Regions from separate parts of the Mus musculus genome. Here regions 1, 2, 4 and 5 are each linked to region 3. A link is a contact called in public Hi-C and HiChIP or PLAC-seq data. All regions are on one chromosome and are shown on one strand. The core of a region is the stretch at or near the end of the contact, and the rest is flanking DNA. Distances in the headings are between cores, read along the strand shown.

Evidence for each region. A called contact is a pair of places that touch in the nucleus more often than the background predicts. HiChIP or PLAC-seq counts read pairs in DNA pulled down with a chosen protein or histone mark.
Region 1: an HNF4G HiChIP or PLAC-seq map of pancreatic cancer cells shows a contact between it and region 3. The contact joins the enhancer-like site here to the promoter of Gfra1 in region 3. A contact is called at or near these places in 10 of 39 promoter capture datasets (the 3T3-L1 cell line, embryonic stem cells, hippocampal neurons and 3 more), 2 of 15 datasets of contacts at CTCF or cohesin (embryonic stem cells and pro-B cells), 12 of 115 datasets of contacts at active chromatin or transcription factors (craniofacial prominence, differentiating embryonic stem cells, embryonic basal ganglia and 8 more) and 2 of 9 other capture datasets (embryonic stem cells and pancreatic islet).
Region 2: a contact with region 3 is called in an H3K27ac HiChIP or PLAC-seq map of neural progenitor cells, with 8 times the contacts expected there. The contact joins the enhancer-like site here to the promoter of Gfra1 in region 3. A contact is called at or near these places in 13 of 39 promoter capture datasets (cancer-associated fibroblasts, embryonic stem cells, frontonasal cranial neural crest and 6 more), 2 of 15 datasets of contacts at CTCF or cohesin (large pre-B cells and pro-B cells), 6 of 484 Hi-C or Micro-C datasets (the N1E-115 cell line, forebrain, gonadal supporting cells and 2 more) and 14 of 115 datasets of contacts at active chromatin or transcription factors (VIP interneurons, astrocytes, craniofacial prominence and 10 more).
Region 4: a contact with region 3 is called in an HNF4G HiChIP or PLAC-seq map of pancreatic cancer cells. The contact joins the enhancer-like site here to the promoter of Gfra1 in region 3. A contact is called at or near these places in 8 of 39 promoter capture datasets (the 3T3-L1 cell line, cranial neural crest, hippocampal neurons and 4 more), 1 of 15 datasets of contacts at CTCF or cohesin (the NIH/3T3 cell line), 15 of 484 Hi-C or Micro-C datasets (the AML12 cell line, the HL-1 cell line, adipose-derived mesenchymal stem cells and 6 more), 5 of 115 datasets of contacts at active chromatin or transcription factors (the NIH/3T3 cell line, differentiating embryonic stem cells, embryonic stem cells and 2 more) and 1 of 9 other capture datasets (embryonic stem cells).
Region 5: a contact with region 3 is called in a Hi-C map of uterus, with 3 times the contacts expected there. The contact joins the enhancer-like site here to the promoter of Gfra1 in region 3. A contact is called at or near these places in 13 of 39 promoter capture datasets (the 3T3-L1 cell line, the C10 cell line, the SN4741 cell line and 9 more), 3 of 15 datasets of contacts at CTCF or cohesin (the NIH/3T3 cell line, large pre-B cells and pro-B cells), 9 of 484 Hi-C or Micro-C datasets (the N1E-115 cell line, bone marrow-derived DN2 thymocytes, cerebral cortex and 3 more), 16 of 115 datasets of contacts at active chromatin or transcription factors (astrocytes, bone marrow-derived macrophages, craniofacial prominence and 11 more) and 2 of 9 other capture datasets (embryonic stem cells and liver).

The regions. Positions count from the first base shown.
Region 1 is chr19:58,274,157-58,279,006 of GRCm38.p6, forward strand. All of the region lies in intron 6 of Gfra1 (glial cell line derived neurotrophic factor family receptor alpha 1), which reads right to left. Gm46650 reads right to left here. Exons shown (of 2, transcript XM_017318325.2): 2 at 3,803-4,850. Among named protein-coding and RNA genes, the nearest start is that of Gm46650, 18 kb to the right of the region's middle. Within about 2 kb of position 1,340, at least 12 of the 459 cell types and tissues checked have an H3K27ac peak or open chromatin away from gene starts, as enhancers often do. A contact at or near this core is called in pancreatic cancer cells, where this site is marked.
Region 2 is chr19:58,252,578-58,257,142 of GRCm38.p6, forward strand. All of the region lies in intron 9 of Gfra1 (glial cell line derived neurotrophic factor family receptor alpha 1), which reads right to left. Among named protein-coding and RNA genes, the nearest start is that of Gm41875, 22 kb to the left of the region's middle. Within about 2 kb of position 2,709, at least 12 of the 459 cell types and tissues checked have an H3K27ac peak or open chromatin away from gene starts, as enhancers often do. A contact at or near this core is called in VIP interneurons, astrocytes and neural progenitor cells, where this site is marked.
Region 3 is chr19:58,452,209-58,457,168 of GRCm38.p6, forward strand. Gfra1 (glial cell line derived neurotrophic factor family receptor alpha 1) reads right to left here and starts at 3,190. Exons shown (of 11, transcript NM_010279.3): 1 at 2,990-3,190; 2 at 2,101-2,386; 3 at 956-1,249. The coding sequence starts at 2,140. Gm41876 (a long non-coding RNA gene) reads left to right here and starts at 3,941. Exons shown (of 3, transcript XR_877966.1): 1 at 3,941-4,003.
Region 4 is chr19:58,615,324-58,620,274 of GRCm38.p6, forward strand. The region is part of intron 1 of 1810007D17Rik (RIKEN cDNA 1810007D17 gene); the gene reads left to right. Among named protein-coding and RNA genes, the nearest start is that of 1810007D17Rik, 11 kb to the left of the region's middle. Within about 2 kb of position 1,503, at least 15 of the 459 cell types and tissues checked have an H3K27ac peak or open chromatin away from gene starts, as enhancers often do. A contact at or near this core is called in the AML12 cell line and pancreatic cancer cells, where this site is marked.
Region 5 is chr19:58,224,765-58,229,770 of GRCm38.p6, forward strand. No RefSeq gene overlaps it. Among named protein-coding and RNA genes, the nearest start is that of Gm41875, 5.2 kb to the right of the region's middle. Within about 2 kb of position 3,662, at least 9 of the 459 cell types and tissues checked have an H3K27ac peak or open chromatin away from gene starts, as enhancers often do. A contact at or near this core is called in uterus, where this site is marked.

The DNA of each region.
Region 1 (4,850 bases), core at 90-2,589, 180 kb before region 3:
ACCTCTAAGGAGGTAGATATTTTGTTGTTTTAAGTTTTGATTTTATTTATTTATTATGTTTTAATTAGCATGCAAAGTAACAGGTTTCCCTGTGGTATTTTATAACACTTAGTTTGGGCTCATTTCCCTCACACACTCTCCCTTTCTATCATCTCCCTGGCCCAGTCTCCCACCTCATACCCTAATCCTAATTTTATACTTAAGAAAAATAAGTCTTCATTCTAGAGGAAAACAGGGCACAACAGAACCTGGATTTTAAAACTACACACTAACTCCGCTGCAAATGCTTTCAACCCATGGCTACAATGGCTTAAGAGAAGTCATGTTGCCAGGGTTGAGACAGAAGGAGGGGCACACTTGTCAGGGAAAGGCAAAGGAGGGTGTGGCCCACAGAGGTCACCTCCATCTTATTGTGTTTACTGTAATTCCAGGGTAACCGTAATGAAGGGTTTGTATGTGCTGGGTGCTTGTTTCTGTGTTCATCATGCTCTCAACTCTCACAAGAACCTTACTGACTGGTAGCGTGGACCCCGCTATCTAGAAGAGGAGCCTGAGGCTGGGAGAAGGTCAGTGTGGACCCTTCCAAGTTATAAAACTCCATGGCTAGGGTTGGGGGATAGCCACAATCCATCCAGCCCCAGCCCCAGAGAGGACCCACAACCATTACACTAAGCACACACCTCGCCAAGAGCTCTGCTAAGCATTTCAGCTAGGATGGGATGCAGGTGAGCCTGAAAGTGAAAATATTCAATAAACTGAGTTTTAGATTTTGTCCTAAAGGCACGGGAGCCGCGGAAGGACTTTAAACTGACACATCTACACAATGAGATGTGTGTTAGAAAGACTCTTGCTTAGCTCTCTCAGATGTTCAGCAAAGATTTGCTTAGGACACTGCTTGGGTAGTAATGGGGCACAAAGCATGTAGCTGAGGACAGTGTGTGTATGTATGTATGTATGTGTGTGTGTGTGTGTGTGTGTGTGTGTGGTATGTTCCCAGAAGAATCACAGCAAAGCACTGAGGGGCAGGGAGAAATATAAAAGGAGAGAATGTGCCAAAATGGTGGCAGTCAACAAGCAGGAAAGAGCTGGTAGGCTACAGAGAGGCTCAGAGTGTGGCTAACTCATCAAAAAAATAGTGTTGTGGTGGGAAAGACAGGGTGGGTTTGCAGCTGTGGCTCTCCCAAGTACATGCGTCTTGAGAAGACACATTTTGATAGGTGGCTGGAACACTGGCTCTCAGCCCAGCAACTATCCACCTGAGTGCCTACTGTATACAACAGCTCCTGCAGCCCTTGGATACCACTCACGCACACACCTCCCCCGCTGACACTGGGTTATGAGTCATGCTGTAATCGGTTTCGGTGGCTTCCCTCCCTGCCCGGAGTGCTGTGATCTAACCAAGGACCTGCAAATGTCCAGCATAGGACGAACAAAGAAACTCCACGTTTGGATTTCTTCTGGAGACAGGAAATCTCCATGACTACAGCAGTGATGAGCGCTGATTGTTTTTCTCTGAGAAAATGAAAATGAAATGAATAGACGCTAATGTAGAAACGTATCACCCTCTGTCACAGAAAAAAAAAAAACCCACCCTCAAAGAAGAAGAAAGGGCTGGCAAATGCCATGAGCCTGTCAGGAAGCCTAAGCAACGGTGGTTGATGCAGAGAAAAGCATATTAAAGGGAACACACTGCTAGCTGTAAATAGAAATATAATCATAATGACAGTCTTGAAGCATCCCCTTGAACAGCAGATGGTCTCTGGACAGTGGGCAGGGAGATCATGTAACTACTTTTCCTGTAACTTTTAAGAAATATCATGTTATATAAAGCATAGGCAAACAGGTATCGGCAAGACTGGTGTAACTCCTGGATTACTGTAACCTCTAACTGATTTCCTGGGAGAGACCCTTAGATGAGAGCCATGTGGCTGGCAATGTTGAGCCTAGGTGAAAAACTCTGATCCTGTATAGGATCCCTTACTAACCACAGTGGCTAAGTACAATGTTTAACATCTTAGCCTAGGGGTTTCCTTCTACAAACCTAAGAAATGCAGCGTGTGGGACACAAGGCTGCCTGCAAACAACAGCAAGAACTACTTTTTGTTCTTCAAGTGTTACTGTTCTTGTTATCTGAGTCCCATTCTGCCATTAACCATGATTTTAGTGTCAAGACACCTGGTTTCCTATGAGGGTATGGAAGAAGAGTTCTCCATACCCAGGGTTCCTCATCCAGCTCGCAAGGCAAGAGAGGCTGGAGCACCTGCTTAGAGTCCCAGAGTGGTGGCCACAGGTGGCATCCTTTGGAGAGGGAATTGTCATGTGTTTGTAGAAGCCTTGCAGGGAGGAAATACACATTTTTCCCCCTGGGGTCTTGAAGTCATCTAGCATAAACTTGTTCTTCATGCTTGGTCTTCATGTTCCCCTGGCTTATAGGTGGTAGTGAGATTTTGTGAAGGAACATGTGGGGGGCAGGGCATGCCCATAAAAGAAGGTGGCCCTATCTATGAATCAGGCCCTCCTTTGGTTCTTTGGACCTCACCAGAATCCATGTAGTATTAAAGGACTTGATTATCCAATGAAATCTGGTGTCTTAGTCAGGGTTTCTATTCCTGCACAAACATGATCAAGAAGCAAGTTGGAGAGGAAAGGGTTTATTCAGCTTACACATTGCTATTCATCACCAAAGGAAGTCAGGACTGGAACTCAAGCAGGTCAGGAAGCAGGAGCTGATGCAGAGGCCATAGAGGGATGTTACTTACTGGTTTGCTTCTCCTGGCTTGCTCAGCTTGCTTTCTTATTGAACCCAGGACTACTAGCCAAGGGATGGCACCATCCACAATGGGCCCTCCCACCATTGATCACTAATTACAGCTGGATCTCATGGAGGCATTTCCTCAAGGGAGGATCCTTTCTCTGTGATAACCCCAGCTTGTGTCAAGCTAATATACAAAACCAGCCAGTACATCTGGTAAAGTGCTTGTCTGGCACACTTGGATCCCTAGCCTTCACCTCCCAGTGTAAAATCGGTTGTAGTAGTAAATGCCTATAATCCCAGCACATGGGACATGGAGGCAGGAGGATTAGGAGTTCAAGATCATCTTCAGCTTCATACTGAGTTTGAAGCCAGCCTGGGCTACCCAAGAACCTAAGGAGAGTGGGCAGGGGAAGACTAGAAGTTTTCTGAAAAGCTTTCAACATTAGGCCTTCCAAGTCTGGGACTTGGTTCAGATCGCTTGGCCTATGGAAGCTTTCGAAGAAGTGCAGTGATAGAAGGCTCTCTGTTGTAGAGATGACTTTCTGCTCCACGGCCCCTCTCTGATCCCTTAGCCTGTGGCTGGACTTCTCCCAATCTCAGGTTTTTTTCTTCACATGGAAGGCAGGGCTAATGCCATGGAGCCATCTTACTGTGGCTCCTAAGAGGGTTAATGGCAGTTACCCTGAATTCCTTCTGACACTGGCTGTTCAATACAGTCTGTTCTCATTACCTCATTCCTCTCTGAATTCCAAACAACCTCAGTGTAAAATGTTTGCCATAAGAACATACAATAATGGCTGGAGAGATGGCCCAGTGGTTAAGAGCACTGGCTGCTCTTCCAGAGGTCCTGAGTTCAGTTCCCAGCAACCACATGATGGCTCACAACCATTTGTAATGGGATCTGACACCCTCTTCTGGTGTGTCTGAAGATAGTGACAGTGTACATAATAAATAAATAAATAAATTTAAAGAAGAAAAAGAAGGAGGAGGAGAAGGAGGAGGAGGAAAAGGAAGAGGAGGAGGAGAAGAGGAGGAAGAAGAGGAGGAGGAAGAGGGAAAGAGGAGGGGGGAGGAAGAAGGAGAGGAGGAGAAGGAGGAGGTGGTGGTGGTGGTACAGCAAGCCCAAGTGCAGAAACACAACTTTCCTCCACAGGCCTCATGCCACATACACATAACAGCCTACCAACATCTGTAAACCTAGTGGCATCAATGTTGACCATTACAAAACTGAAAAGTCCGTAATCCAAGAACCTTATGGAGTTCCCTACGACCTCTCAATCAGAAGGATGAAGATATTTCAAGTAAATCTGCTTTATGGAAGAGAGGAAGAGGAAAAGGCATATTTTTCAATGGCTAAGTATCAGTAAGTTCGCTACTGCTCCTAACAGCTCATGCAGAATGAAAGCATCTTGGAAAAACAAAGCTTCTAATATTAGCCCATGGAGGACAATGCTGGAGCACTGCGATGTAATTGTCTGACGGAGTGACACAAAACAGATTTTTTCCTCCTTCTGTTTTTAGAAAATTACCTTAGCCTTTGTGCTCCAACAGCCTACTGGAGCGCACATCTGGGAAGGATCTTTCAGAAAGCCAGAGCCTATATTCAGCACATTCTGCAGGAGGTGTTGTCTCTCTACCTCCACACCGGCTTCCTGGGGGCAGGCTGTGGAACTGAACTGTTACTATAGGACTGAGCCTGAGTCCACCTGTGCCTAGGAATGAGCGTGAGAGCCAAGCACATCGCATAGCCTCTCTGCGGCACAGGTCCCAGGGCAGATGCACACATCCCCCTGCTGAAAAGACTAAAGCTTCGTGCACCTTGAGTTCATCCGCCTCTACCCTGAGTTGTCATTCACAGTGAGATTATTAAACCTGGAACTGATTCAGTCGAGGTAAGTCACCCACTGTGCCCACGTGTTGACTACTAGATCCAAAAAGTCTGAGATATCCCTGTGCTCCTGAATCAAGGAGGCCTCCGTGGTTAAGTTGTTCTCAATCTCTGTCCCCAAATTTTTCATCACCTTTATCATGGTATTTCAGAAGCTTCAATACATCGGTTAAAATATGGGGCTATCCTGGTTCTTTCTGTCCCCTT
Region 2 (4,565 bases), core at 1,459-3,958, 200 kb before region 3:
AACCAATTGGCAACTTGGTCCACAGAGATGCCACAAGGCCTCTCAGGAGTCAAGAAATCAAGAAATAGGCCAGGTGTCTATGATCCTAGCATTATGTCCTAGGTCCCAGATCAGGGAAGTGAACTCACTCCAGGCACACGAGCATTATGTGTGGGAAATATTGGATGTACCCAAGATTTTTTTTCTTTTTTTTCAAAACAAGACAAAAATAACACCGAGCTGTAGAAGGCATGGAAGCTAGTGTAAAGGTTAATATTGTCAACTTCTCAGATTTACATAGAGGACAGACAGACCTGTAGGTATACCTGTGAGGGTTTATCTGTATTGGGTCAGATCCCGGGCATGTCTGTGAAGGGTCATCTAGATCAGGTAAACTGAGGTGGAAAGAGCCAATTTAACTGTGGGCAACACCATCCTGTGGGCTGGGACAAGTTAAGCAGAGAGTGAGCCAAGCACTAGCATTCATCCTGGATGCTGTGTGACCAGCTGCCTCTGGTTCCTGCTGCAATGCCTCCCTCTCCAGGACGGACCTGTATCCCCTCCACCTGTAAACAAGCCCTCCCTCCTGAACTAGCACCTTGTCAGATGTTTTTGTCATAGCAAAGAGAAATGTAAGACGCCGATGACACTGATACTGCACATCCCAAGGCTATGGCCTTAGTGTCCTGGAATCAAGAACTTTACTAAGGACTCCACACTGGCAGCTCTGCCACGCAGTGTCTTAGTTAGGGTTTTACTGCTGTGAACAGACATCATAACCAAGGCAACTTCTGTACCCTGCAAAGGACATCTCAGAGGAGACTTTCGACATAGGGCAGAGCAGGTGACTGTGGAAGTTCCCAAACCTAAGTAGGGTAGCCTGGAGAATGAGATTTTCAGAAGGGTTGGAATGAGGGCATTTTAAAGCTGCATAGGATAGTTTGTATACACTCGGCCCAGGGAGTGGCACTATTGAAAGGTGTGGCCCTGTTGGAGTAGGTGTGTGACACTGTGGGTGTGGGCTATAAGACCCTCATCCTAGCTGCCTGGAAGCCAGTCTTCCCCTGGCAGCCTTCAGATGAAGATGTAGAACTCTCAGCTCCTCCTGCTATCATGCCTGTCTGGATGCTGCCATGTTTCCACCTTGACGATAATGGACTGAATCTCTGAACCTGTAAGCCAGCCCCAATTAAATGTTATCCTTATAAGAGTTCATCTCCAGTTCTCATGCTGTAACCCTGGTGCTGCTGAGACAGTTCAAGGAGGGAAAGAGTTTGGCAAGTGACCACACTGATGAGTTCTGAGGTGTGGTCCCAAGGTGAGACATATGCCTTTCTCATGAGGACACAACAAGAAGGCAGCCATCTCAGAAGGACGTCTTCACCAGGAACTCAATCAACTTTGCTTGAATTGTGAACCTAATGTCTGCTGTCTATGCCCTGTTAGCAGCATTTTGTACAATATCTCACAAAGACTATGAGCAGCAGCAGCTGTAGCCCCCAGGTTCACGACTGTCTACACCACAAAGGGGATCCTTATCACACAGGCTGGTGGTGGGGGTGGGTAAGGGGATTTTGAAGCAGTCTCCTTGTTGGGTAATTATTCTAAGCACAGGTTAGTTTTATCCTGCAAGGGGATATTTAGCAAGCTTAGAGAAACTTTAGGCTGTCCTAATGGGGGAAAGGGTGCTTTTGAAATGATACTAAATATCCCACAATGCCAGGACATCCCTAACAATTATTCAGACTAAATACCTAGAGTACCAACACTGAGTAAGCTTGACCCAGGAGAACTGACTAACTCACAGCCGTGAGGTCCTTAAATAGTTATGAATGAAATTCCTCAGATTGCCCTAGGGATGTGCAGCTGTGTCCTGAAAAAAAAATTCCAGGAGAAATACTGATGTCCTATGAAGTACAGGACTCGAAGCTATGACATTGTCTCATCTTTTCCTGTCAATTTTTTAATCTATCCATACAAAGCTGCACAGGCCACCAAGATCACATCCCCGCCCCCGCCCCCACCCCACCCCTGCCCCCCGGGAATCAACAATGCTTGACCCTTGAGAGCAGTTCATTTTAGTAAGGGTGGGCTGAAGGCAGTCAAGGATTTCTGTGTTCACAGTGTTACACTTTGACAAGTGTTGACAGTTCCTGCAGCCACTTAAAACCAATGAGAACTCTCACAGTTTAAACTCTGAGGATATCACAGCTCTGAGTAAGTCATAAAGACAGAAAACAGAATAACCTGTTAATAAATGCTACAGGAGGTTCTTCCGCCATCTTGCTCACCTCACAAGTAAAGAAACTGAGGCAGAGAGGATAAGAAACCAGCCCTGGTTTTCATGGCTAGAAGACACTGAAAGGAGCCTAGGCTCATTTTCAACTCCAGTTCTCTATACAAAGTTTGGCAAGTCTGTAGCTCCACTTTGGAACAATCCACTGATCCGGTATTTTTGCCTAGGAAAGTATTTGACTGGCTTTGTTCCTCTAGGTCCTTCTGATTTCTTGACAATGCTTTCACTCCTCATCCCCATAGACCGTACCTGAGCGTGTGGTGATGAGATACTTCAAGATGAATGCTGGTCACCAGAAAAGCCAACCTTGGGTTCTGGGGGGTAGAGTTTTGAGCCAATGGAGGTCAAACTGACCTGACTTCCAGTGAATATCTGGGGAGGTCTGAAGACTGTGTTCAGTCATGTGGAGGGTGGGGTCAGTGACTCAGTTCCTATGCCTTCTTAATGCAACAACAAAGGAAACATTGGCCACTGGGCTTCATGGAGCTTCCTGACTGGTAAGTAGATTCATGTGACAAAATAATAAAATGCACTTAGTCTACAGAGGAGGTAATCCGTAGAAAATGCCCTATAGAAGCCCTCTCTGATCTTATTCACACCTCCATGTCCCGATTTGTATCCTTTACAACAAAGCTATTAATAAGTGTTGCAATCTGCTGAGTTCCACGAGTCATTTCTAGTGACCAGGACTTGGAGCTTCCTGCAAATGCCTGAATCTGTAACTAGCTGATCAGACTGCATGTGGGAAGAGAGCCCAGAAATGCAGCTGGCATCTAACAAGAGGCCAGCCTTGATGGAGCCTCTGGTCTGCCACGAGCTCCTGGTGGTAGTGTCGAGATTGAGTTGTGCTGTGGTATACCAGTTGGCATCGGAACAGTCACCATTACTTTTCTTTATGCTAGTTTACGAGCCATACTGACACTTCAATCTGCCAGATGTTCAACAAGAATTTAGGGACTGATTTAATCTATAGTGATGAATAATGTTAGCGGAAAGTGAAATGTTTAAAGTCCTCTGATTCAGGTGATACAGAACACGCATGCTGAACACAGAGAGGCGAGGATGTTGAGTTAGTGTATCCCCTCTCCCGGACAATGCTATAGGTTCTTCAGTCTCATCTGAATTACTGACCTCATGGGCTACTCTGTGGCTTGCTTATGGGTACTATTGCATGCACTCTGCCTTATTAACACCAGACTGTAATAGGATGGAATACCCATGGCAACTGTTCTTGGCTCCATTCTAGTTTAAATGTATTTGTGTGTACATATATGTGCAGGGATGTGAGAGGGTATGAGTAGGTTGTACACGTGTGTAGAGGTGAACAGTCATATGTATGTATATCCATATGGAGGACAGAGGTCAATCTTGTATGTTGTTCCTCAAGCTGCCATATGTTTTCTTTTTGAGAATAGGTCTGTCACTGGTCTGAAACTTATGAAGTAGGCTAGGATGGCTGACCAGTAGGCCACAGAGTTCTGCCTGGTTCTGCCTTCCCCAGAGCTGGGATTATAATGCACCACTACATTAAACTCTTGATTGCACACATGCTATTAAGAGTTGTGGTGGATAACCATTTATAAACAAAGTTATAAAAATTATAAATCATAACCCCAGACTATGACCAGTGACATACAGATATGGGAACAGCCCCACTCCTGCTTGGGCTGTGAATCTCAGAGACAGGGTTGGTTCTTGGTCACCATCTTTTCTGTAACTAAGGGCACTTGCTGCTAATGATTGTGTCACCTGTTCCCATGTCCACATTGGTTAGAAGTTCACGGAGGCCCTTGGCAGACAGACCTACTCTCCTAACCATGCCAGATGGGATTTGGCTCACACAGCAGTTTCAGGAGCAGACTGTCAGGACAGAGTTCCCAAGATAATTATCTAGATAGCAAGATGGAATCGGGAGCAGTTCTAATCCCTCAAGAAAGTCCTGGGTCTTTCTGCTTTGGATTTCCATTCCTTCTTGGCCTGGAGTTACAAAGAACATCCTACCGCTTAGTAGGGACTGTCTGCTGACATTTAGTTCAAAACCTAACAAAGTAAGAGAACAAAACCTAAAGAGCTTCAACAGTCTTCAATTGTTGCCCCTTCCAGCATCTTCAGGATAGATTCTCCTTTGCAGCTTCTGTATCCCCAAGACATCTCTAAGGCACGACATACACCCTGATGAGAGAATAGCCATTTTCCAAGTGCCAGGGGTTTGGTTGGCCCTGTGTGCACTTAGACTGTTCCTTAATCAAAAGAAACTCAAAACATGGGTTGTGTTTGACAGCAGAAATTC
Region 3 (4,960 bases), core at 1,940-4,439:
TCCTTCTCATTCCTCTGCCTTTGTCGTCCTCGCTCTTCCCAGAGCACCTTGTAAAATATTGGAGAAGCACCCCGAGCTTGCCAGAAAACTCTCCCACTCTTTGCAAAGGAACTGAAATCTGAGAGGAAACAGCCAGTGACGTCACACACTTTGCTTGTCTCCAGGAACCAATGGAAGAAAGGTGACCCAGGAGCGGCCCTAGTTCTGTTAGCTCCCCAAACCAAAGCATGTGGCCTGCAAGCAGAATTCTGGCTATTCCTAAGATTTTTTAGAAGCGGCAGCTGATAGTCCAAGCTTCTGTATTATAAATGTTAGTGAGTCTCAGTGAAGAATGAATGTATGGGACACTTCGGAGGTCCACTTGCAGACTCCCCTTAAATCCCACTGGAATGGGCAGTTGTGACTGCTACTCATGTGCATAACTGTGGTTGAACCTCAGCAGCTGGTTCAAAACCCAGCTAATCTAAAATGACAAATGGTTTTCCACCCATGTATCTTTGAACTGGTGTGGTGGGGGGATGAATAGAGAGCAGAGTTCACTGGCTCTGTAATACTTCTTCATCCCATGTCATAAGAAAAGAAAAGAGGACACGCCAGTGGGACTACTACTCTCTACACGCAGTGAAAGCCTCGGGTGGGCGGCTGAAAGGTGGGTTCTAAGGAGTCCCCACTCTGATGTTCTAACTAGGTTTCAGGAAGGTCAGTGGGGTCCCAGGGGTGCCCCCACCCCCTCATGGATTTTCCAACAACCAGCTCCAACAATACTGCTCAGCTGCAGCAGAAAACACCAGCTGCCTCTGTCCCTAGAGGCCAATGAAAGGTCCTCATTCCGCAGCTGGGAGAAGTGAGCAGAGGATGAGATCAGCCAGCTTAGCCCCAGTACCGGACTGGACTGAGGTTGCCTCTGGCCTTCTGAGAGGAAGCCCGGCACGCTGGTGGGGGCAGTAGTGCATACCCTGCAGGCTCTGGTACATGCTCCAGTAGATACGCAGACAATTCTTCTCTTTCTTCATGCCCCGCTTGCAGCGGCAGTTGTAGAGAGACTTCTGCTTCAAGGCCTCCATAGCGCTGCGGCACTCATCCTTGGCCTCGAGGCCGGATGTCAGGCTGAAGTTGGTTTCCTTGCCCGCCACGCACTGCCTCAGTGTGCGGTACTTGGTGCTGCAGCTCTGTTCCTTCAGGCACTGATCACTGGCTTTCACACAGTCCAGGCGGTCCCCACCACTCACCTCGGCCGACATCAGCAAATCTACAGGGTGAACAGAAGAACGTTTGAACGCAGCAGACTAGTGGGTACCCTGATTCCAGGTCCCGGGAGGGCAGGGCATGATAGACCTCCACCATCATTCTGAAGGGGCAGATTAGGTAGGAAGCTGGTCCACCCCTCTTCTGGAATTTTCTCACCCCGGGAATACTGCCATCACGCCCCTCCCCGGCTCAACAAGGAAGGTTCCACTGGCTGCCTTAGCGGGATTTGCCGGGGATCCCGCGCAGCCCCAGCGTCCCAAAGCAGAAGCAAGCACTCCTGACCCGCTGGCTGCCCCGCCTCCCCAGGCACCCGAGGCTGCAGTGTCTCCTGGCCAGCAGCGGGCAAAAGGGCACTGAGCTGAACAGCGAGGCTGGGTGCTTGGCACCCTTAGCGCTCTGAACGAAAGGCAGACGAGTGCCACAGTCTGCCCCGCGGGTGCGCAGAGACGTTTTTCCCTTAAAAGTTTTCCATTCCAAGTTTGCTCTCTTCCGACCCCAGCGGTATTTGACCACACTCCACCTGCCGGAGCGTCTCAGGGAGCTCCGACTTCCAAAGGGGAGTAACGCCCTGGGATGGAAGCCTACGACCCCTCAATTTTCCACCAGGCTGGGTTATTAGTTTTTGTTTTGTTTTGTTTCTCACCCCCTTTAAACACGGCAAAATAAAATCAACCGCTCAAAGACGCGCCAGCACTGCTTCCCAATCCCAGAGATTCTTGAACCTCTTCACCCCCTAGCGAAACTTCTTCCACCCACACTCAAGGCACCCACCCGCAATTCTGGAGTGGCTGCCGCAAGGGACCCCCCAATGAAAGACTCTGGATGAGAAAGCCAGCAGCGGTCTCGACTTACCCAGGAGTGGCAGCACGAAGTACAGAGTGGCTAGGAACATGGTGCCGCCGCGCAGCTGGTCCCCGCCCCCCCAAAATCCAAAGCCGCCACCGGATCTCGCGGAGAGAGCTCAGCGTGCAGAGATCCCCGGGCGACTGCGCTCCTCTGGCCACTCAAAGTTAAGCTCCATCCAGGGTGAGAGCAGACTCCCCGTTGCTCTGCCGCCCACCGCCGCCAGGGACTCAGCTCCGAGCGGGCGCGAGGGCGGGAGGCGGACCCGCTTTTAGGGGTTCAGTTCCGACCCAACCTGGAAGGAAGAGCGCGCTTTGAAATGAGAGCCCAGAGTGCTGAAGCCTCCAGCTCCCGCCCCTCTCCCCTCCCCCGCTCCCGCCTCGGGGGACTTCTCAACGCTACCCCCACTCGGGTCCGAGAGCAGGAGGTGCGAATTCATCTATTACGGGCACGAGGAAGCTCCGGAACCCGGGTTCTGGAGCTGGTAAGGTCCGCTAGGGCTCCCAACGTTCAAAGCTGGAGGATATCGCGCACAACCCAAGAGGCTGAACGCAAGCAAATAAATAACCATTACTTTCAGAGCAAGCGCCGGAAGCTAGCTGGCGCTGCCCGGAGTCGGAGCCTCGGTGGCGAAGGCTTCTTAGCCAACCCCGCTGGACCAAGACCCTGCTCCGGCTCCGGGAAGTTGGCCGCCCTCCCTGGCTCTCGCCCGACCACTCACTTGCTGGCTCGATCACTAGCGTTCTAGCTCTTCTGTCCCCGGCCACCGATCGCTACCCCAGTCACCGTCATCCCCTCCCCTGGACGAGCCTCTCTTCCCAGGCAGTCCGGCAAGAGGAAACTGACATCCCGCATCCCGCCTGGTACTGAAACCTGGCTTCTCCGCCCCTACTCCTACCTGCCGCTCATCCTGGGCTCCTTCCTAGACTTCAGTGCTTCACACGCACTTGCCTAGCGCCCGAACTCCTGTGCATCCACACCACTGCCCCGTGAGAGCGAGCTAGTCCACAGCATCTGCACACCCCAGCAGGTGCAGCCCCGCACCACTAGCGCCCCCCTGGCCCCAAAGTTGGAGGACGCCAGCAAAATGGAAAGGGATGGCTGGAGGGGAGGTGGCGATGGGTTCTCAAGTGGAATGAGAAAACTCTAAATGCCACGAACCTGAACCCAATTGACCGGTGTCCAGCTGCAGCGAGTAGCCAGTGTTTGTTTATTTATTCTTTGGGGTGTCCCCGCCTCCTCTTTCTCTTTCCGGCCTCACTTTCTCTGTGCTAGGTAAAAAAACGATGCCACAATCTGCTACAGCTCGGAGGACAGAGTTGGCCAGGACGATTTCCGAGCAGACCTCCCCGCCCCGGCTCGATGCCCGGTAGGGATGTCAGCGGTTATTGGAAGCGGTGGGAGGATAGCATGCCCAGATTGGTTTTGGCTAAAGGCCCCTCAGGCTGCTTCTGCTCCTGCCTCCGGGCAGCGCAGGGCCGGCTCTTCTGTGAAGCGCAGTTCCTCCGTCCGCCACAGCAGACTTACAGGCTGGCTGGCGGTGGGACCCAAGGCCAACAGGCAAGCAGGCTCAGGACCCGCAGCGCTACGCCGCCGCCGTCGCGGAGACTGCGCACCCCCACCCCCTTCAGTGCACAAGGGCTCTTTCTTTAGTGCAACACAGCAACCCATCCAGACCCTTTTGAACACAAAGTTGTTTTTTTTTCTCCACGTCATTCGCGGCTGTGACTCAAGACTTGGCAAGATTCAGACTCACTCAGACCTAAGCCCTGAGCGGCGATCCGGGATGCACCCACCCATTGATAAAATGCTTGTGCGAGCTCATGCACCTCTCTCCTCCTGGTATGACAGCGAGACAAAGCAAAGTCCACCCCAGCCCACTGCACTGAAGTCTGATCAGACCCAGCTTTAGGTAATTTTATAAGATGATTTCCATCTTTACTGTTTCAAGAGTAAATTTTTTTTCAAAAACATTTTATAAACAGAACACATCCACAGCCCTTCACCCCAACTTCAAGGATCGCTCCAGCGATGCTGCTGAACCCCGCTCTCCGTGACACCCGCTGTCCTTTAGGGGTCCAGAGATCTGTCTAGAGTATGTCCGTAGTAGTGTTTGACCGACCAGCTCGCTGCTTGGGGCTTGTGTCAGAGATCTTTTCTATGTCCAAGTTCATCATCTCTCAGGAAAACAGAGTTTGAATCGAATCTATGAGCCCAGCTGTCAAATCTGCAAACCCATCACCACAGACAATGGGCCGCCAAGGAGAACAAAAAAAGAGACGCTCTTTTTTTGATCCAGAGTGTTAATTGAAAAGGGCAAAGGCTTTAGTTTAAGGCGTAAGGGCCGGGAGAAGAGGAGGAGGGATGGGTAGCCCTCCATTCAAGTACACATCAGCCAGGCGTGCCCTTCAGCTGTGGCGGCTGTAGCATTGTTTGGAGTCCTCAAAGAGTCTGTGCCTCTGTGAGCAACCTGAACCCAGGGGACATCCCGCCAGTGCTAGCTCCTCCTTTGCCTTGCACGTGTTCCTCAGGGGCAGGTATGAAGTGTCTGAAGCCTTCGCCAGGAACCCCTCCCCCGGTGTCACATTCAATCACACCAGACTTACACAGATTTCCAGTTCAGTGTATCAGTTTACACTCCGTCGTTGAGTAAACAAAGAAAGCATATGTCACATTTTTTTTGCGACAGATGGTTCGATCCAAGGGCTACTTAAGTTCTTTCTCTAGCGATAGTCAGAAGTCTACAGGGTGGAACTACTGTGGGAGATGGAATTGAGTCTTCCAATCAGTGTCTCTGCGTACAGAAGCAGATTTCCATATTTTCACACCAAGGCAAAAATCTCCAGGAAGTGGATGTTAATGAGAAGAC
Region 4 (4,951 bases), core at 253-2,752, 160 kb after region 3:
AAAGGCTCCTGAGAGCTGAAGTGTTAATGTGTTTGATGGATTAGCTCTTTGTTGATTAGAATGGCCTGTGTTTGGGCCCAGGGTTGAAGAGTGAGGGGTTTGGGGCAAAGTGGACCTGGAGCGCCCCAGGATTGGGGTAGAGTGGACGTGGAGCGCCCCGGGATTCAGTCACGTGTATCTCCGTACAGTGTCATGGTTTCCTTTTTCTTTATGGCTGCAGAAAACCCATTGCATTATACATCACATTTTCTTCATCCATTTATCTACTGATGGATACCTGGACTGGTTCTGTATCTGCGGCTGCAGGCCTTACTTTAGGGCTCTTATAGGGCAGAATTACCCAGTGATTGTCTGTGCCTTATTTCACTTATCGTGTCCTCAGAATTTATCTACATTATAGAAATATGTTAGAAATTGTCCTTTTTCCTTAATGGAGAACGATTTTCTGTTTTGTGTCTCCATTTTTTCTGGTAGTAAACTTTTGGGACATTTCTAGGTTTTTTTCTTTTTGTATTTTTTGTTTGTTTGTTTTGTTTTTTAATTAATAATGATGCTGTGAATGTAGGCATATAAGTTTTTCTTCATTTCTACTGCGATTTTTTTTGGGTTGTTGTTGTTGTTGTTGTTGTCAAGACAGAGTTTCTCTGTGTAGTAGCACTGGCTGTCCTGAAACTCACACTGTAGAACAGGCTGGTCTCAAACTCAGAAATCCACCTCCGCCTCCTGAGTGCTGGGACTAAAGGCAGGTGCCACCACCACTCAGATAAGTTTGTGCTTTGAATTCTCCTGTGTAAACACTTTGGTAAGTTTGTTGGATCAAAGGGTGATTCTATTTTTTAGTTTATATTTCTGAAGAGCTGCATGTTTCCCCCAATGATCGAACCACTTCTGAACCTACCACAGTCCACACGAGTTCAAATTCTCCATCTTTGCCAACGTTTGTTGTTTAAAAGAACAAAACAGGGGGCTGGTGAGATGGCTCAGTGGGTAAGAGCACCTGACTGCTCTTCCGAAGGTCCAGAGTTCAAATCCCAGCAACCACATGGTGGCTCACAACCATCCGTAATGAGATCTGACACCCTCTTCTGGTTTGTCTGAAGACAGCTACAGTGTACTTACATATAATAATAAATAAATAAATAAATAAATAAATAAATAAATAAAACAATTTATTTAAAAAAAAAGGAACAAAACAAGGCAAAAGCCTAAATAAAAACAGTCCAGTGAGAAGCAGCTGAAAAATAACCAACAGCACAACCACAACTCAAAACAAGACAGTGCTAGACCCAACTTGACACAAGCCTGAGTCCCCTGGGAAGTGGGAACCTCGGTATGATGGGGCTATCGGCACATTGTGCGGCATTCATTTGATCTCTGATTGATGTGGGAGGGGCCATTCCACTGTGGGCGGGGCCATCCATGGGCAGGTAGTCCTGGGCTATGTAGGAAAGGTAGCTGAGCAAGCCAGGGGAATAAGCCAGTGAGCAGGACTCATCCACCGGCTCTGCTTCAGTCCCAGCCTTGAATGTTTGCTTAGCAGAAACTCTCCCGCAGCAATGAGTCATGAGCTATAAGCAAATACACTTTTTCTACCCGAAGTTGGTTTTAGTAAGTGCTTTATCACAGCAACAAAAGCAAACACACAAAAGAATAGCCTACTGCAAAACATTATTTTTCATATTATTGGCTTAAACTCTTTTTCAGTTAGGGTCAAATATCAAGCATAAGACTTCTGTACATAATCATATTAAGAAGTATGCACAGGTATTTGGAAATTCTATAAAGGATTAATTCAGAGAAAGCACATTTATCATAAGCTGTCATTGGAAGATGGCATACCCTTTCCTGCGCCACCAGATTAAAAGCACATCAATCATTCACAGCAAGCCTCTGGGTGAGTTTTAGACTCCAGGATATTCCCTTTTACTAAGAAGCCACTGCTTTAAAAAAAAAAATTAGTAGTTCACTATAAGGCACCAAACCATTTTGTCTAAGCCTAAGCCATATGCCTAATGTAGGAGAATCCAGACTGAGAGGCTGGAGAGATGGTTCAGTGGTCAAGAACACTTGCAGCGAGCTCTTCCAGAGGACCAAGACACATGCAGATAAGCACATAAATAAAACTTAAAAGTAATAATATTAAATATTGGAACATACCTACTTAAGGAAAGAATATATGTAACATCCAAAATAAATTCAAGACTACCCAGTACCTTCCCTCTTCAAAAGGCGTTTCCAAACTGTACTAGCAGGCCAAGTACAGAGCCAGGTAAAGAAGCTGACTAACTAAACAAATATAGAAACATAGATTTAACGGTCAAAATGACTAACTTTACAGCTGCCAGAACAAGAGTAACAATTCCCCTGCCCTGCCTCACACTAAAAACCACAAGGACAGACAAAATGAGGGTCACCCTATACAAATCAACCAATGTCTAAGAAGGTTATTGGCTATACCAATTAAAATAAGCCAAACTACCCTAGTGCCTATATCTGGCCCTTACAAAGGTATAAAAAGTGTGTTCTTTCTTTGTTCTGGGTCTCTCCTCCAGCCTGCGTGCTGAGAGGGGGTTCCCCAACATGTTGGATAAGTAAGATCCTCATGCATTTTGCAACAATGGCGATCTCTGTGGTCTTTGTGAGTGAGGGTCTTTTGATAAGCTACAACACATACCGATTATATTTTATAACCACATTGCATTTTTGAAATCATACTACCCTGGTTGTGTATTGATTATTTGCTTAAAACAACAATTGTTTTAATGCCTGTGGTTCTGAGATTAACGTTCTGGCAAATTATGCTAAAACTCTATTATATCAGTTGGAGTCATTTATATGGTGCAGAGAGCTGAGAGCTACTGTATGCGAAGCTGGGTGTGAGGGGCCAAGATGGCTATCCATATCTGGAGCCAGGGGACTCCTCTCTCATGATTTCTGCACTATATAATACAAACTCGCATTGAACTCACAGTAATCCTTCTGCCTCAGCTTCTTAAGTGCTGGTATTATCCTTATAAATCATCACTTCTGCCTAATCTGGATTTCTCTGCATGGCAACTGGTTCTTTCTTATTTCATAATTATATTTATCTATTTATTTATGTGTGTGTGTGAATGTTTGTCACTTGTGTACAGGGTCCCCTGGAGACCAGAAAAGGGCATCAAATCTCTTGGAGCTGGAGTTATAGGCACTTATAAGGCACCTGATGTGGGTGCTCAGAACCAGACTCAACTCTTTTCCACTGAGCCATCTCTCCAGCCGATAGCAACTGGTTCTGAGAGAGAGAGAGATTGGATGTACAAAGGCCCCTTAAGTCTGAAGCCTGGGGATAGGGAGAAGGCAAAGATGGTAAAGTGCTTGCCTATAAGCACGGGGACTTGAGTTCAAATCCCAGAGTCCGTATAAAAAGGTCATACATGACACACACACTGGTCATCCCAGTGCCAGGTAGGCAAGACAGACAGACACTGAGGCTTTAGGACATCCAATCCAGCTTACTTTCCAAATTCTAGAACATCGAGAAACTCTGTCACAAAACACTCAAGGTTGTCCTTTGTCCTCCAAATGAATACACACTAAGCAGGCATCAGCATACAAGTACACAATACACACTGTGAGATTTACTCTTGGTTAACCCAACAAAAACTAGAGAAACCCTGGAAGAGTAAGCCCCACTTGAAGAGCTGCCTCCATCAGTTTGGCTCTGGGTATATCTGTAGGGCATTTTCTTGATTAATGATTGAGGTGGGAGCACCTGGCCCACTGTGGGTGGCACCATCCCCTGGGCAGGTCATCTTGTATGGGAAGCCGCCCTCACATTCGCCGTTGCAAGATGGCGCTGACATCCTGTGTTCTAAGTGGTAAACAAATAATCTGCGCATGTGCCAAGGGTAGTTCTCCACCCCATGTGCTCTGCCCTCCCCGTGACGACAACTCGGCCGATGGGCTGCAGCCAATCAGGGAGTGACACGTCCTAGGCGGAGGATAATTCTCCTTAAAAAGGGATGGGGTTTTGCCATTCTCTCTCTTGCTCTGGCTCTTGCTCTCTTGCACTCTTGCGCTCTTGCGCTCTTGCGCTCTTGCGCTCTGGCTCCTAAAGATGTAAGCAATAGAGCTCTTGCTCTCTTGCTCTCTTGCTCTCTGGCTCCTGAAGATGTAAGCAATAAAGCTTTGCCGCAGAAGATTCCGGTTTGTTGCGTTCTTCCTGGCTGGTCGTGAGAACGCGTGTAAGAATCTTGGATTTTATAAGAAATCAAACTAACTAAGCAAGCCATGGGAAGCAGGCCAGTAAGCAGTGTTTGTTCCTCTGTGGGTTTGTTTTAGTTCTTGCCTCCCGTTCCAGTCTCCAATTTCTTTCTATGATGAGCTGCAATGTGCAGTTGAGATAAATCCTGTCAACCAAAACCAAATACACACACACACACACACACACACACACACAGAGAGAGAGAGAGAGAGAGAGAGAGAGAGAGGTGCAAACATACAGATATACACAGTCACACAAACACAGATAAACACACAGAGAGACAGACACAGACACAGAGACATACAAGCACACACATAGATACACATGGACACACACACATGTATATACACACAGAAAGATACAAACATTCAGATACACATAGACACACAAACACAGATACACACAGACACACAAACACACAGATACACACAGACACACATAAACAGACACACATGCAAAGACAGACACACAGGCATACACATAGAACACAGGTAAACATAGACACACAGAAAGATAAACAGACACACACAGAGATATACACAGACACACACAGATGCATATAGATATATACAAACATAGACACACGGACATGTACACACACACACCTAGAATTTGCACAGAATTGTCCCCTCTAGCACCTGTTGATCAAAGCAAGTCACATGATCAGGCTTCCTCTCATCCAGGAGGGTTACAAAACAAAGTAGG
Region 5 (5,006 bases), core at 2,412-4,911, 230 kb before region 3:
GTCTTTGGAGGTGTTCCCTTGCAGGGGATTGTGGGATCCGGTCATTTCCTCCTTGTCTGTTTATGTCCCATTGTGAGGTAGATGGTTTTGCCAAGATTTCCTCCAGTGATGGACTTCCAAAATCATGAGCCCAGTCAATCAATCAATCAGTCAGTCAATCACCAATCCATCAATCTTTCTCTCTTATACTCTCTTATATGTATATTTACATGGATGTATGTATGTATTTATGTATGTTTGGTTGCATATATATATGGTCGAACATATGTATATATATGCATGGTTGCATGGGTATATGGTTGTGTGTATGTATGTATGGTTGTATGGTTGTGTGTATGTATGTATGGTTGTACGTATGTATGTATGTATGGTGTATGGGTGCATGGTTGTATGTATGGGTAAATATTTGTAGAGTTATATGGTTATAAGTATTTATTTATGGTTGTATGTGTTTATGTATATATGTATGTATGGTTATATAAGTGTGTATATATGTGTATATGATTATATTGTGTATATGTGTATGTATGTATGTTTGTATGATTGTGTGTATGTATGTATGTATGGTGTATGGGTGTATGATTGTATGGTTGTATGTATGTATGGGTATGTGGTTTTATGTATGTATGGGTATATAGTGTATGTGTATATAGTTGTATTATGTAAGTGTATATGTATTATGTATGTGTGTTGGTGTAGATGATGCAGATATAGATGATGTAGACATTTGAACACACACATGTAGAAGTCAGGTCAAATTTGAGTGTCATTCCTCAGATTCCAGTTACCTTATCTTTTTACATTTTAATTTATTTTATTTTCTGAGACAGAGTCTCTCACTGGGATCTGGGGTTGATCAATTTGGCTGTCCACCTAGCACCTAGGATGTGCACGGTGGTTTCCCCTCTCCCTAGCATTGGGATTGAAGTGTATAACACCAGCCTTAGCATTTCAATGTGGGCTCTGGGGTCTAATTCACGTCTTCATGTTTGCAAGGAATGTATTGACTGAGCCATCTCCTCAGCCCCAACTCTTCCTCCAAAGCCTTTTGAGAGACTTTAAAGAATTTTGTACATGTATAATAATGGGACCGGCTCATACTGACCCTCCAGTTCATTCATCACATTCATTTGTTGAGTGTGTGCCAGGGGTGTGCACACCACATGCATGTATGTAGACCAGAGGACTTTTTCTCTTTTTAAGATGGCTTCTCCCAGAAATTTGCTACAGTAATGGGAAGCTGACCTCGGTCTGCACACTTTGGACATTCTAGTTCTGAGGCAACGAGGCAAACAGAGCTGCACTGATGGGGTGGGGCTTCTCAGAGGGGAGAATGCTGCCCCTTTCAAAGTTGTCCAAATGTGGAGCAGGATTGGCAGAGCATGCTAATGCTAGGGCCAGGCAGGGACAAGTCTTCCCTAAGGCAGCTCCTTGCAAAGGATCGGAAACACAAGCCATGTCTGCCTCACCTCTCTCATGTGCCACTAAGTCAGTGAGGATCCAGAGGCAAGTGATGTATGGGGATGGCTGTAGGGGCACCTGCGATGGCCCTCAATACCTCAGAGCTGAGCCTTGCACTTGCGCAGTTACAGTGTAACGGGTCAGCTCTGCTTCTTTGAGTGCAGTTTGTGGGCAAAGTGGCTCTTTAAAAACACTTTAGCTGTCTTTTGTCGCTTGGTTTAAATGTGTGCATTGCAGCTACTTTAATTGGTTCCACGTCTGGAATGAGGGACCGGAATGGAAGCGTGGCTCTCTCTCGGGGGAGCAGTCCTGACACTCCGATGGCTTGTCATATTTCTTTTTAAATCTGCTATTCTTCTCCTCCAGACGAGGGAGGTGATCTAATTATCTTCTGAGACAAGCTCACACCACAGTCTAACCAACTTGGGCTATTCTCAAGCCGTAGCACCAAGTGTGGGAGGAGGAGACTGCAGTGTGTGGAGAAACTGTGTGTTCTCATGACCTTTCCTGATCAGCAGCCAGGAGACTATCTCGCCACAAGGCCTGAGTCCACAGCTACCATAGTTTACCTGGGTGCTGGCCTTGGACAAAGGTTAAAAAAAAATTCCATCCCTCCTTGGTGATGTGGCTTTGCACCAACTCTGCCTTCTCTGAGAGGCAGTTTCTTCCATTACAAATTGAAAATAGATTCTATCTTGAAGCTGTGGTTGCAGTGAGAGCTGATATAATCTAAGGCATGCAGCCTGTCCATCTTGTGTCTGGTGCATGTGAACTCTTGATAGCTAGCAGCTGCTCTTCAGGAGCCCCCCAGGAACATATCTTCAGGGCTGGTTATATCCTGCCAAGAGCTAACCCAACCTCTCTTGGACTGGGAAAGCCCTGCCTGGAGCTGACTCACCCGAGTATCCAGCCACTGGGTGAGGGATTTTTATAACTCTGCCATGCACACAGCACACACCAGGTGCCTGGAGGTGTTTCTTCCCAAAATTGAGGCAATTAATCTTGCAGGCGGTGCTGTAGGGATGCTGCGGGTTGCTTCCTGGGATGTGTGGCTGCAAGAGGGAACTTTAGCCTCCAGAGAGCTTTGAGGCAGAGGGGGTCATCACCTCTTCTTTTTGTAAAGTAGGACTTGGAAGCTGAGATAGTGGCAGGCAGGATACAGCCTGGGTTTCCTCTGCATCTTATTCTCCAAAGCAAAAGTAATAAAAATATGTGGACATAATAAAAACTACTTAGGTAATAATGCCTCTCTCACGTATTGATATCTATCACTGTGTCTACTATTTATTTATGATCTTTTTTTATTTCTATGTACTTATCTATCAATGTTTTCTCTTTGTTATATTCTGTCATCTACCCATTGGTCATGTATTCATATCTGTATCCTGTAGCTATAATGTACGCACAATCTCTTGCCTGCTTGTCAGCTCTTGTCATCTGATTTTCTGTCATCTGTCATCACTTTTTACATTCGTTAGTATAAGCATTATTTATTACATTTATGAGTATACAAATAGGAGCGTCGTTTCCGCTTCCCCACGCTTTTGCTTTTGACGTGGCTGTTACAGAAGCTTACCTTTTCAGTCTGTTTACAGCTACCTTTCAAAAACATTTGTGGAAGTTAATGAGCTGCTGGGGACTCCGACATTATCTTCCTCAGTAGTATAGCCAAGGGGAAACTGGCCAGGCTCTGGTGAACACCTCCCCCATTCATGCTCATGCAAGCAACCCTAAGTAAATTCAGCAGACCATGAAAATATCAACAAAATAAGAAGCAGGGGAGGGGCTGGCTGGAAAGAGGATGTTAGGGGCGGGGGGGATCAGACAATAAGGGCAACGGAGTGAATCTGATCAAAATACTTTGGATACGTGTATGAAATTGTCAAAAACTTTAATAATAATAATAAAAGTAACAAAACGAGTGTGTAGCGTTACCTTTTCCGATCTTTTCAGGTTATTTGACCCACTACATCATCTTGTGGTAGGACGATAGGAAATACTTCTGCATGGATTTTGGCACACTGCAGAGGAAATTGGGATGGACTCCTTCCAGTGGGATTGTGGCTCCCAGGGGTGTGATTTTAAATTAGGACACTTCCAGAGGGGAGTTTCCGAGGGGCCGTGAGGCTGAACTGCCCGGTGGTTAAGAGCACACGGCAGGGTCATGAAGACCAGAGCTCATATCCCAGCAGCCATACAGCAAGTATGTTGTCTTGGCAGAGGTCTGCAGCTCCAGATTCAAGGGATATGACACCCTCCTCCGGGCCCGTGTGCATGGGAACATCCATGGGCACGTACGTTTTTGCATACACACATTTTAAAAATTCCTAAAGAAAAAAGATACCATTACTATATTTATGTACCCATCTGAGCAATCGGAGGCCAAAGTTCACTTTACTTTTTAAGTGTGGCGACTCCCTCCTCTGCCAGCTTGCACGGGAGGAATCTCCGCGAGCTGAAGCCCCTCGGTGCGTCCCTGCGTTGCGCGCTGTGGTTTATGGGACTTTTATGGCTCCTCCCGCTCCTATCCTTCACCTCGCTGTGTTTTCGTTTATGCTTTATTTATATCACCAAACACAGGCAGTCTTGTATCTTGTTCCTGTCACAATTTTTATTTGCTTTCTTGGCATTTCTCTCAGGGTTTTATTAGACATTTCTTGTTCCAGCTCCTAAAATTTCTATCTCCAGTGTCTTGGGGACTTGGGGGCTGCGTTCAGAGGATGATAAGAATATGAATGGATGGCACAGGTCGGGGACCCTGAAGGTCCCCAGGTGCATGTCACACTGCAGACTGCTCTTGCCTTGTTTCTGCTGGGAGCGGGGGCAACGCCCTACCTCCGCCCAGCCCTAGAGTCCCAGCCCTACCATCACTATCCCTGAGCAGCCTGACATGAGCCATGCTTTTCTGTGCCATTCCCCAGGAGGATCCCAGAACCTGGGAGGTATGGCTTTTATTATACAGTTCTGAAAGCTTGCAACCCAAACGGACCCAGAAATAAAACTGGCTATTTGGTATCAGACCCAAGAAGCAAGGGAGGAGGAAAGGCAGTCTGGATAAACAAATCAAGAGAAAAACACAAAAAATTGAGGATGTCACAGACCACAGGGAGGAAGCCCTTCCTGGTGTTTTGCTAGATGGGGGAGATGAGGCTCTCAGATGGCCTTCTAGGTCTTTATCTTTACGCTTACAGAGTGGCACTAGTAAGCAAGGCTTCGTTTTGTGCTATGATCAGAGACTCAGAACCATCAAAGTGCTGTGTGGTTGCTGAATGCTTAGCCTTAATATCTCTTTCTCCTCTCTCTCTCTCTTTCTCTCTCTCTCTCTCTTTGATGCAAGCAACAACGCAAGTGAGGGTGGGAAGAATGGAGAAGTCAGGAGGGGTGGAGTGTCGTGGGATGCATTTCTGGACAGGACATGGCTGTCACACTGTTGAGTTCAAGGCAGCAGTGAGAACCTTCGCAGGACCTGCACAAGACTGGGCTTGTCAGCTTCCTCAGGAAGACCTATCCCTCCCTGAGGGTTTATTGGTAACTAATGGTTGCTG